2 separate regions of the Sus scrofa genome follow, and region 1 is linked to region 2. Evidence: chromatin contacts called from public Hi-C data. All regions are on one chromosome and are shown on one strand. Each heading gives the region's core, a stretch centred on a gene start, on an enhancer-like site or on the middle of the called end of the contact. The rest is flanking DNA. Distances are from core to core; before and after follow the strand shown.

Region 1 (4,885 bases), core at 261-2,760, 430 kb after region 2:
TTCAGATTGGATCCCAGGCCTGGGAACCTCCATATGCCAAGGGTGTGGTCCTAAAAAAAAAAAGACCAAAAAAATCATAATAATGAGATATCAGTAGTTGCCTATTAGAATGGCTCAATAGGAGTTCCCGTCGTGGCGCAGTGGCCTATTAGAATGGCTCAATAGGAGTTCCCGTCGTGGCGCAGTGGTTAACGAATCCGACTAGGAACCATGAGGTTGCGGGTTCGGTCCCTGCCCTTGCTCAGTGGGTTAACGATCCGGCGTTGCCGTGAGCTGTGGTGTAGGTTGCAGACGTGGCTCGGATCCCGTGTTGCTGTGGCTCTGGTGTAGGCCGGTGGCTACAGCTCCGATTCAACCCCTAGCCTGGGAACCTCCATATGCCTCGGGAGCGGCCCAAGAAATAACAACAACAACAACAACAACAAAAGACAAAAGACAAAAAAAAAAAAAAAAAAAAAGAATGGCTCAATAAAAAATGTTGACAGTACTAAGTGCTGACAAGAATGCAAAAGAACTGGAGTTCTCATATGCCGCTGGTGGGAATTCAAAATGGCACAGCCACTCTGGAAAACAGGTGGATAGTTTCCCATAAAGTTAAACATATTCTTACCTTACGAATTACTTAGCAATCCTACTCTTAAGTATTTAACTGAGAGAAGTGGAAACTCCCATTCATGTAGAAACCTCTGCATAAGAGGTATAGCAGCTCCATGCGTCATCCTCAAAAGTACCAAACAACCCCAAAGCCCTTCAGCAGGTGAATGGATAAACAAACCCTGGTCCATTCATACGAAGGAATGCCACTCAGTCCTAAAAATATTAGTAGAAAGTGTGGATACACACAGCAAATTGGGTGGGTCTCGAAGGTATTATGCTGAGTGAAAGAAGCTAGTTTCAGAGGGTCACACTCTGTGTGAGTTCATGAGCATGACATTCTCAAAAAGACAAAATTACAGTGATAAAGACCAGGGATTGCCAGCAGTTAGGGACTTAGTGAAAGTGTGTCTACCAAGGGGTAGAATGAGGGAGGTTTTGGGGGTGATGGAACCTGTATTCTGACTAGAGAGGCAATACCCTCGAGCCCCAGAGGGTTCTATGGAAGAGAAGGAGGCAGAGGCGGAACTTTCCTTGGCTCTTGGTTTATGGGCTACCTTGAGTGAGAGTCTTGGATCTTATTCAGTACCAGCCTGCAGAATCTGTGCCCCCCATCCTGCTGGTCACCTCTCTGTGCCATTGGAGCTGGCACCTCATCGTGGGTGAGGGCGTCACTGTAAGAGGTAAGTGTGGGGATTTGCAAAAGATTGGGCTTTTCACAAGTGTCACTCTCACCGCCAACCGGTAGCAGTAACGTCCCTCTTGCTGAGCCCCTCCCTCTCCTGCACCCTGGACGCCCTCTCTGTGGCACTAGCCCAAACCAGGGACAGTCATTTGTCCACTCACTTCCCAAATAGTTACAAGGTCCCTGCTGGGTATCAGGCAGAGCCAGGGACCCGGCTGCCAGGCTGGTGCCCACAGCATATTCTGGAGGGCACGGCTGTCAGGGCAGCTGTCCTCATGAGGGTCAGCCGTGGTATGTCCTGTCCCAGAGGCCTGAGGCTTTTATCTCATGTCCCATCTTTGCCAATTGTAAATGCTTTCCAACCCTTCACCCCTTTCTCAGCTGAAGAGGTAAACATAGGCAGATGGACATCCACAACAGCAATATTTTTCTGTTGACTCACTAACCTCCCTGAGCACGGGCTTCCTTAATTCTCTGATCCCATTCAGTTTGTACTTGGAACGGCTCTTCTCAGCCTACTGGCAGAAAAAAATGCATTCTCTTCCTGCTTCCAGCGATAAAATGTGAAGCTGGTGAGAGGTGTTAAAAAAACAGCAGTGACGTGTCCAAGGTCCCCCGACAGATGGGCAGCAGAAATGGGACCAGAGCCTACCATAAGAGCTCCTGTCATACACACAGACCTGGGGGGCTGAAGCCTGTCCCAAGGGAGGCATCGCTGAAACCCCTCTCCAAAAAACCGAACAGACATGGAAGAAGCTGTCTCCCACATAGCTGCGCAAGCAACATAGGACAGAAATGCTTTCAAAACACAGTCATGTCCCCGGGGCAAGAGATGCTTTTGATATAAGTTGTGATGACAGCAGCTCACAACGGAGCCACATTCAGGGAACTGTTCCAGCATGCCAGAGGTTGGGAGGCTTTTAACTCTCATAATTCACCCTCACACACCCGCCACCGGAGCTCAAGTAATGTTAAGGGGCTGACAAACCACAAAGACCAGGAAATGCAGAGCGAACGCTGATCGGAAGAGCCACGGAAGGCAAATGCATATCGAGCCGCAACCGGGTAGAACCAGCACACCTTCCGAGGCTTGAAAGCCATTGCGATGATTTCCCAGCATGCACTGGGGCCTCCAGCCGCCGGAGGTACATCCGCCCAGCGCAGAGGGCAGGCGTGCTGCCACTGAGGCTGGGTCTCCTGCTCAACCAAGGGCCAGGCTTCAGTGCATGAGAACCACCCTTCCAACCCGGAACACAGGGCTCTCTTACCTCAGTCCCCATCACGCTGGGGGCAAGACCAGAGTTAGGGGAACTGGGTGAGTTTGGGAGGATGTCATTGATTGGTGTTATTGTGTCCCTGGGGACAGTGCCACCCACCCACTCCCCACCCTCACACCTGCCTGCTGTCTCTCGCTTCACCAACCTCAGATTCTTTGAATAAGAACCACAGAGCCCAAACTTGAAAGGTGCCCCCCCCCCACCAGGAACATGCTATTTGCAGATAACATTTAAGAGTTGGTGCAAGAATTTGGTTGAAGAAGATAGCCCTAGGAACCCCATACTGGGGTCCCTCCCTGGGGTCCCCTCTGCCTCACTGGCCCATTTACCATCTGACCCAGAGCATCAGGACCTGTCCACAAGCATCGCTTTCCACCCAGGAGGTCTTCCTCCCCTGCTCTCCTGGTGGTTTAACTGAAAAAGGAAGACAAGTCTGTGGCCCCAGACCCTGCAAGGTCACTCACTGGTGAGAACCAGTAGCTCTCAAGGGACCAGGTATTGGTGGGAATGAGGTTCAGACCCTGCCTTTGACCTTGGCCTCCCACCAAATTCTTTCACCAACTCTCTTAAATGTTACCTGCAGATAGCATGTTCTCTGGGGAAAGAAAAGATAGAAGTACCCTTTAAGTTTGGGCTCTGTGGTTCTTATCCAAAGAATCTGAAGTTGGTAAAGGGAGAGACAGCAGGCAGGTGTGAGGGTGGGGGAGTGGGTGGGTGGCACTGTCCCCAGGGACACAATAACACCAATCAATGACATCCTCCCAAACTCACCCGGATCCCCTAACTCTGGTCTTGCCCCCAGCGTGATGGGGACTGAGGTAAGAGAGCCCTGTGTTCTGGGTTGGAAGGGTGATTCTCATGCACTGAAGCCTGGCCCTTGGTTGAGCAGGAGACCCAGCCTCAGTGGTAGCACGCAATGCCAGGGCTGGTCCTAGCTCTAACTAGCTGAGTGCCAGAGTCACCTGCCCTTCAAGGTTCAGAAGCAACTGTGTGCCCAATGGATACATGCCCAGACAGAGGAGGATGGGCATGGCAGAATGTTCCACGGAGACGGCCCTTACCCTGCAACCTTGGACTCTCATCTAGCACCCCCAGGCTTCAGGGTACAAAGGCTTTGCCCTCTGATGCACCAGGTTCTCAGGCCACTGTGGGCAAGTGACATTCTGAAAAAACCTGTTATCCAGTCAGAAAGCCACCCCCCCCACCACACACACCACACACACACACACACACACCACACACCACACAGACCTCCACCCCTCCCTGTGCCTCTGTGCCTGTGAATCCCAAAGTGGGAACTGGAGGCAATTCCCTGCCACCACGGAATCTGAGATTCCCTCTAACATTGCCGCGGAGGGCTGGGCCATCTGATGAAGGAAACCTCAGGGAGATGCTGCCCTCTTCTGGGAAACACGCAAAGAAAGACCCCAAAGAGCAGGTAATTCTCTGTAATTCTCCTGGCTGGATCCTGGAGATAGCCGAGAAAGGAGGTCCTGGATCGACTCACACAGAAGCAGAGAATTAGGGGCTCCAATTCCTGATCCAGTCAACAGAGACACCTTCCCCGAAAGATGGGCGAAGGTCCTGAGAGGGCAGGGAGGGATTTCGGGTGATTGCCGTCATTCCCCTGCCTCTGAGCAAGACCTCAGGCTCAGCTCCGTCTCCCTGTGTCTGACAGATCCCTTTCCTGCGTGTGAATTCAAGTTCACACGTCCTTTGGATCCGTGATTAACTGAGCGAACGGATCAGATCAGAGCTGCGACTCTATGCTTAGCTCACGAACACCCAGCCTTTCCTTCTGGGAGCCCGGAGCACAGCCAGAGAGGCAGAAAAGGGGCCAAAGAAAAATACGCAATGTGTGGGCGTGCCCGTTGTCTTAAAGAGCAGAGGGCAACTGCAGGACAGACAAGCCGGCCAGAGGGCATCGGGGTCCTGAAGATGCCCTGGAGCAGAAGACAGCCCGGCGGAGCCTTAAAGATCACTCAGGGTATAGGGAGGGATGTGGTCACAAGCCGGAAGTGTGAGGATGAGATGCATGGGGACAGGCGTGCGTGCAAGAGATGGAAGCTGCACTTGGCCTGGCTTTCTTGCTTTCTTCCCTTCAGGGATGAGAAAACAATAGGCCACTTCAGCTCAAGTTGGACAGCACACCACCATCCAAAGCAGCCGGTGACCCCCGGAGTTTACATACCACCTTTCGTCTATAAATAGCACCCGCATGCGCTTACACACCCCCCTCTGAAAATAGCCCTGGCTGTTCTCTCTGTGACTTTGAGAGTTTATATTTAGTTACTCTCTCCCTTCTATTTATATGGCTTTTGTTTACATA
Region 2 (4,584 bases), core at 343-2,842:
GCAATGCAGGAGGGAGCCTGGAGGGAGAGAACTAAAAGCCACAGAGCAGAGTTCAAGCCTGATGCCCTTGGCCATGGGGGTGGCAGTGGTGTTCTCTTCTGGACAGCAGCTGTGGGCTCCTCAGAGCCATAATCATCAGGTCAGAATAAGTAATATTTATCCAACACCAGCAACCTGCCAGATACTCTGCTAAACATTCTGCAGGGATCATTTCATTTATTCCTTATACTTTCCCCCACCCTGGAAGGCAGAGATGAGGAAACAGAGGCTTAAAATCCAGGGGTAGAGCCAAGATCCAGACCCAGGGCTCGGAACCACGGCCCTCAAGGTGGCCCAGCTGGAGTGGGATGGACGTGGCTGGCGGCTGGGCCTCTGCAGAGCTCTCCTCTTTTCATGGGGACAGGGGTCCTTCTAGGAAGAGGCGGCCGCCACACCCAACAGAAGGGGGAGCTGGGGGCCCCTCGTGGCCGTTTTTTGCATTCGAAGCAGTGGTCTGGCTGGAGCTGTGCAGTCCTGTGGGTGCTGTGGCTGGGAGAGATGTTCCAGGGCTGTGTGCGGGGGGGAGGGCGACGTGTTTATGTGGAGGGAACTAATGACTGGCTTGGCTCCTGGGGAAAGATGAGGAGAAGAGCCCAGTGTGCTGTTTGGGGACTTGAACTGAGATTCCCCCGGGGGCCTGGAAAAGAGTGTACATGCCGATTGATTTGGCAAGTTACCAACCCGGGGCAGTTTTCCTCTCCCTTCCTGTCTGTCTGTCAGCCATGGATCCGCACCGCACAGCGACAGTACCCACATCTACAGCAACAGCTGGAGTTCCCGATGTGGCTCTGCAGTAACGAATCCGACCAGTATCCATGAGGACATGGGTTCGATCCCTGGCCTCACTCAGTGGGTTAAGGATCCAGTGTTGCCATGAGCTGCGGTGTAGGTCATAGACACGGCTCGGATCCAGCATTGCTATGGCTGTGGTGTAGGCCAGCCGCAGTAGCTCTGATTCGACCCCTAGCCTGGGAACTTACATATGCCACACACGCAGCCCTAAAAAGCAATCAACCAATCAATCAGTAAAGCAACGACTAATTCCCAGGGAGCTCTCCTTCTTTTTTGGACTCTCAATATTTTTTTTTTCTCCAGGGGGTCCTCCTCTTTTGCATCGATTAAAGCTGGTGCTAAAGAGAGGTGACTTCCTAGCACAGTCTGATCGCAGTCCAGAGGTGCTCTGGCTGGTGAGGGCACTTCAGGGACCAGGGTTGCCCCGGGAGGATCAGGAGAGGGGCATGATGGTGGCCCTGGGAGAGGGTCTCCCATCCCTTCTCCAAACCTTGCTCTGCCACCTGACCCCTACTGGACCCACTCAAGCTTCAGGTTCAGCTCCATCGGCGGGCCTGGCCATGGCTGGCAGGTCACCATGAGAATCATTGAGCCCCAAATGAATTTTGAACACCAAGAAAACTGATTTCTGCATCTTTGGCCAGAGAGTAGGAAGTGACCCTTGGCTTAGAAAAGGCTTGTGCTACCAAAGTAAACCATGGCTGGGCTGGCTCCGAAAGGCCAGTTCCCAGCCGTGGTTTATGAATCTTTATGATTCATCTGTTTAATCCAGGTTCCCTGACATGGGAATTTAGTGGTCATTCAGGTTCCACTAATATTTATTGTATGAAGTGGCTACTTTCTGCCAAGTCCGGGGCTGGGGCTTTCACATAGTTAGGTCATTTAGTCATTTAAAGACCCAAGGCCTTAAGGTTTATGTTTGCATGATCTATGAGAATGTGTTTTATGGAGCAGATGAGTGCCAGTGTCGAGTGCAAAGTTGCAGTAGGGGGAGATTTTAAACTGCCTAAGAGGCCTGCCAGGCCTTCAGAAGTGCGCTCCGGTGTGGGTACAGAGCAGATCCAGGAGTCATGGCCATGTGACAGAGGGGCCCGCATCCTTATCCACTGCACCAGGTCAGAGATCGAACCTGTGTCCTGCTGCTGCAGAGACAGCGCCGGTCCTGTTGTGCCACAGCAGGAGCTCTGCATTGGGATTTTGAGACATTACCTATTTACAAATTAAATTCATAAGAAGCTTTCTTGAAATCCAAATACAATATTTTGTAGAACCTCCAAACACAGGGAAGTTACCTTGACATTACCTGTTCTAGGATAGTAACGTTGGCTCTTTCTGATCATAATTGCTAAGTGCCCCATGCTGTCTTTTAACTTTCTCATTGCTAGACTCCTGCCGGAGATTTTCAAGATACTGGCTCCCTGCTGCTTTTCCTATTCCCTTACTCCTGCAAGCACGCTTATAAGCATGGGCGCATGCGCGCACACAGATACATGCGCACTTCCCCGCCCCCCACTCGCGCCCCAACCACGCACGCGTATGAAAGCTGACTCCCTTAAGCCAGGTTGCTGACATCAGGGGCCCACGCTAGGCACAAACCTAACCTGAAAGAAAGCATTTAGCTTGAGGAAGCATATATTCAGAAGAATTCATTCTTCAACACGAGGTCTTTCAAATCTAGAGTGCTGAGAAGGGCACTGAGTGCAGGACGGTAGCAGGCTTTGTTATCACCCCCGGTCCCCTCCCACATGGGATGAGCTCAGCCTCCCCAAAACCACATGGTCAGCACCACATACCATGTAACAGACCACAGTTACAGAGCTCGGCTTTGACTTGTGTTCTGGTGTCTTCAAGTCGATCTATTTTCACAAATCCTTGCATTGGGGCCAGTAGGTGTGGTCATGGGTTCAGCTTTTGCTCCGCTGATGGCCCCTGGGTTCCCCACAATCCTGAAAGGCAGTGGAGAACTTGATGCCGGGGGAATCCAGGCATGGCTCCGAGAGTGAATTGACCTAGAGGGTGAGAAGGAACTTGGGGGGAGGAGTTGGGGAAGCCTTTAGGGGCTGTGCCTCCCAGCCCCCAGCCAGGAGGAGACCTGCAGCAGCACCATGCACGGTGTTGGGTGTGGCAGTGGCAGGTCACACAGCAGGCACCACTGGGAGTTTCTGAGGTTGGACAGGTGATGAGCAGGGTTTTCCCAGACTCGCTGGTTTTGGCCTTCTGATGTGTGGCTGCAGGAGCTCCAGAAAAAGTGAAAATGGGGGCTGAGAACACACAGCCCAAGTGGTGAATTTCCTTGAACAGAGATTTCTAGGACATGGGCTTTAGCAAAATAGGGTCAGAGTCAAGAGCATGGTTGACCATGTCTCTGTGCTTTCGAGGATTGTTGGTATCACTTACACTCTTTTATTTTTCCCCTCAGGAGTTATTTGGGGAAAAGTATGTACATCCAGAGGTTGAACTTCCAAACAAATGCAAGCTGCAGCCATCCCCAGAGCTGTAGACAGGCACATCCCCAGGGCGGCCTTTGAGAAATATGTCTCTTTTTGCGCACACACACACACACACTTCTTCCTTTGCAGAAGCTTTACTTAGCTGCCTCTCTCCCCATTCTAGAGGAGATCCTTTGAAGGGGGAGACCAGTGTGATGATAATTTTGTCTCTTTGTAGAGTTAGATAATAAATCAAAAGATGTTAGCAGAATTGAGGAAGTTGCTGAGGGGCAGGCCTGGGGGTCACACACAGTTGGAGTCTCCCAGCCTTGCCTGCTCACTGCCCAGTGCCCTGGGGTCTCAGCAGATGCTTGCAGATGAGGATAGTGACTTTGAGGAGTCCTCACGTTCCTTGAATTTCTCCAGTGAAGTGTGGAAAGGGGTCCTTGGCCTGGGAAAGAAAGGTGGAAAGCTGTTTTCTCTCATCTCTTCACTGTTTTTTGCAATCATCCACCTCCCCTGGAAGCAAACCCAGACCTTCCAAGAGCCCCTTTCTGAGAGCATGTATGGTTCTGAGTCAGCAGGTGCCATGCAGGACATCTCCCCAGAGGTGGAGAGCTTGGGGTGTGGGAAATCTCATGGAAGGTGAAACCTGGGTCCGAGACCCACGTCTGCCTCCAATGTTCTGTGCAACCCACACATCTCCTTAGTTCTGTACCTTGGTTTCCCAGGGGTAACATGGGACCAGTCAGACCTGCGTTGCTTGGTTGCCAAGACGATTGTTTTAAACCCATTTTATTAGAATAGTTCGAACACAAAAATAGAGGAGATGGTAGAATGAACCTTCATCCTTTCTAACCCAGTTTCAATAATTACCAACTCATGGCCAGTCTTGTGTCATCTCTACCTACCCAGGACTCCTTCCCCATCATTACCTTCAACACCAGAATATGAGGACCTAATGGGATGAAACAATGGTGTTCAAGTGCCTTTTGGAGTTCCTGAGAGGTGGTAGATGCTTAGACATGTCTGTGGAATCTGAACTTGTAATAACATGAACATTATAATGATTTCCTCCTGCTGTCTGTGGGTGGCCACAGGGCAAGTGTTTCTCGCTGTCTCACAGATGAGAAGACCTAGTTTTTGGGTCCAGGGACTTGTCTCAGGTCACACAGCCACCAAGGAACCTGAGAATCTCTCTGGAACCCATGTTTCCCAAACCCCCCAGGAGTATGTGGCTCTGTGCTCTACTGCCTCTATTGATGTTCCCTTTTGGATATCTTCTGAGTGAGGAACAGGGACTTGTAAAGTTTTCTGTGGGCTC

Evidence for each region. A called contact is a pair of places that touch in the nucleus more often than the background predicts.
Region 1: a Hi-C map of embryonic fibroblasts shows a contact between it and region 2, with 1.9 times the contacts expected there. The contact joins two enhancer-like sites. A contact is called at or near these places in 1 of 47 Hi-C or Micro-C datasets (embryonic fibroblasts) and 1 of 2 datasets of contacts at active chromatin or transcription factors (skeletal muscle).

The regions. Positions count from the first base shown.
Region 1 is chr5:65,332,546-65,337,430 of Sscrofa11.1, forward strand. No RefSeq gene overlaps it. Among named protein-coding and RNA genes, the nearest start is that of KCNA5, 110 kb to the right of the region's middle. Within about 2 kb of position 1,511, at least 9 of the 83 cell types and tissues checked have an H3K27ac peak or open chromatin away from gene starts, as enhancers often do. A contact at or near this core is called in embryonic fibroblasts, where this site is marked.
Region 2 is chr5:64,906,774-64,911,357 of Sscrofa11.1, forward strand. The region is part of intron 14 of ANO2 (anoctamin-2); the gene reads left to right. Among named protein-coding and RNA genes, the nearest start is that of NTF3, 140 kb to the right of the region's middle. Within about 2 kb of position 1,593, at least 3 of the 83 cell types and tissues checked have an H3K27ac peak or open chromatin away from gene starts, as enhancers often do. A contact at or near this core is called in embryonic fibroblasts, where this site is marked.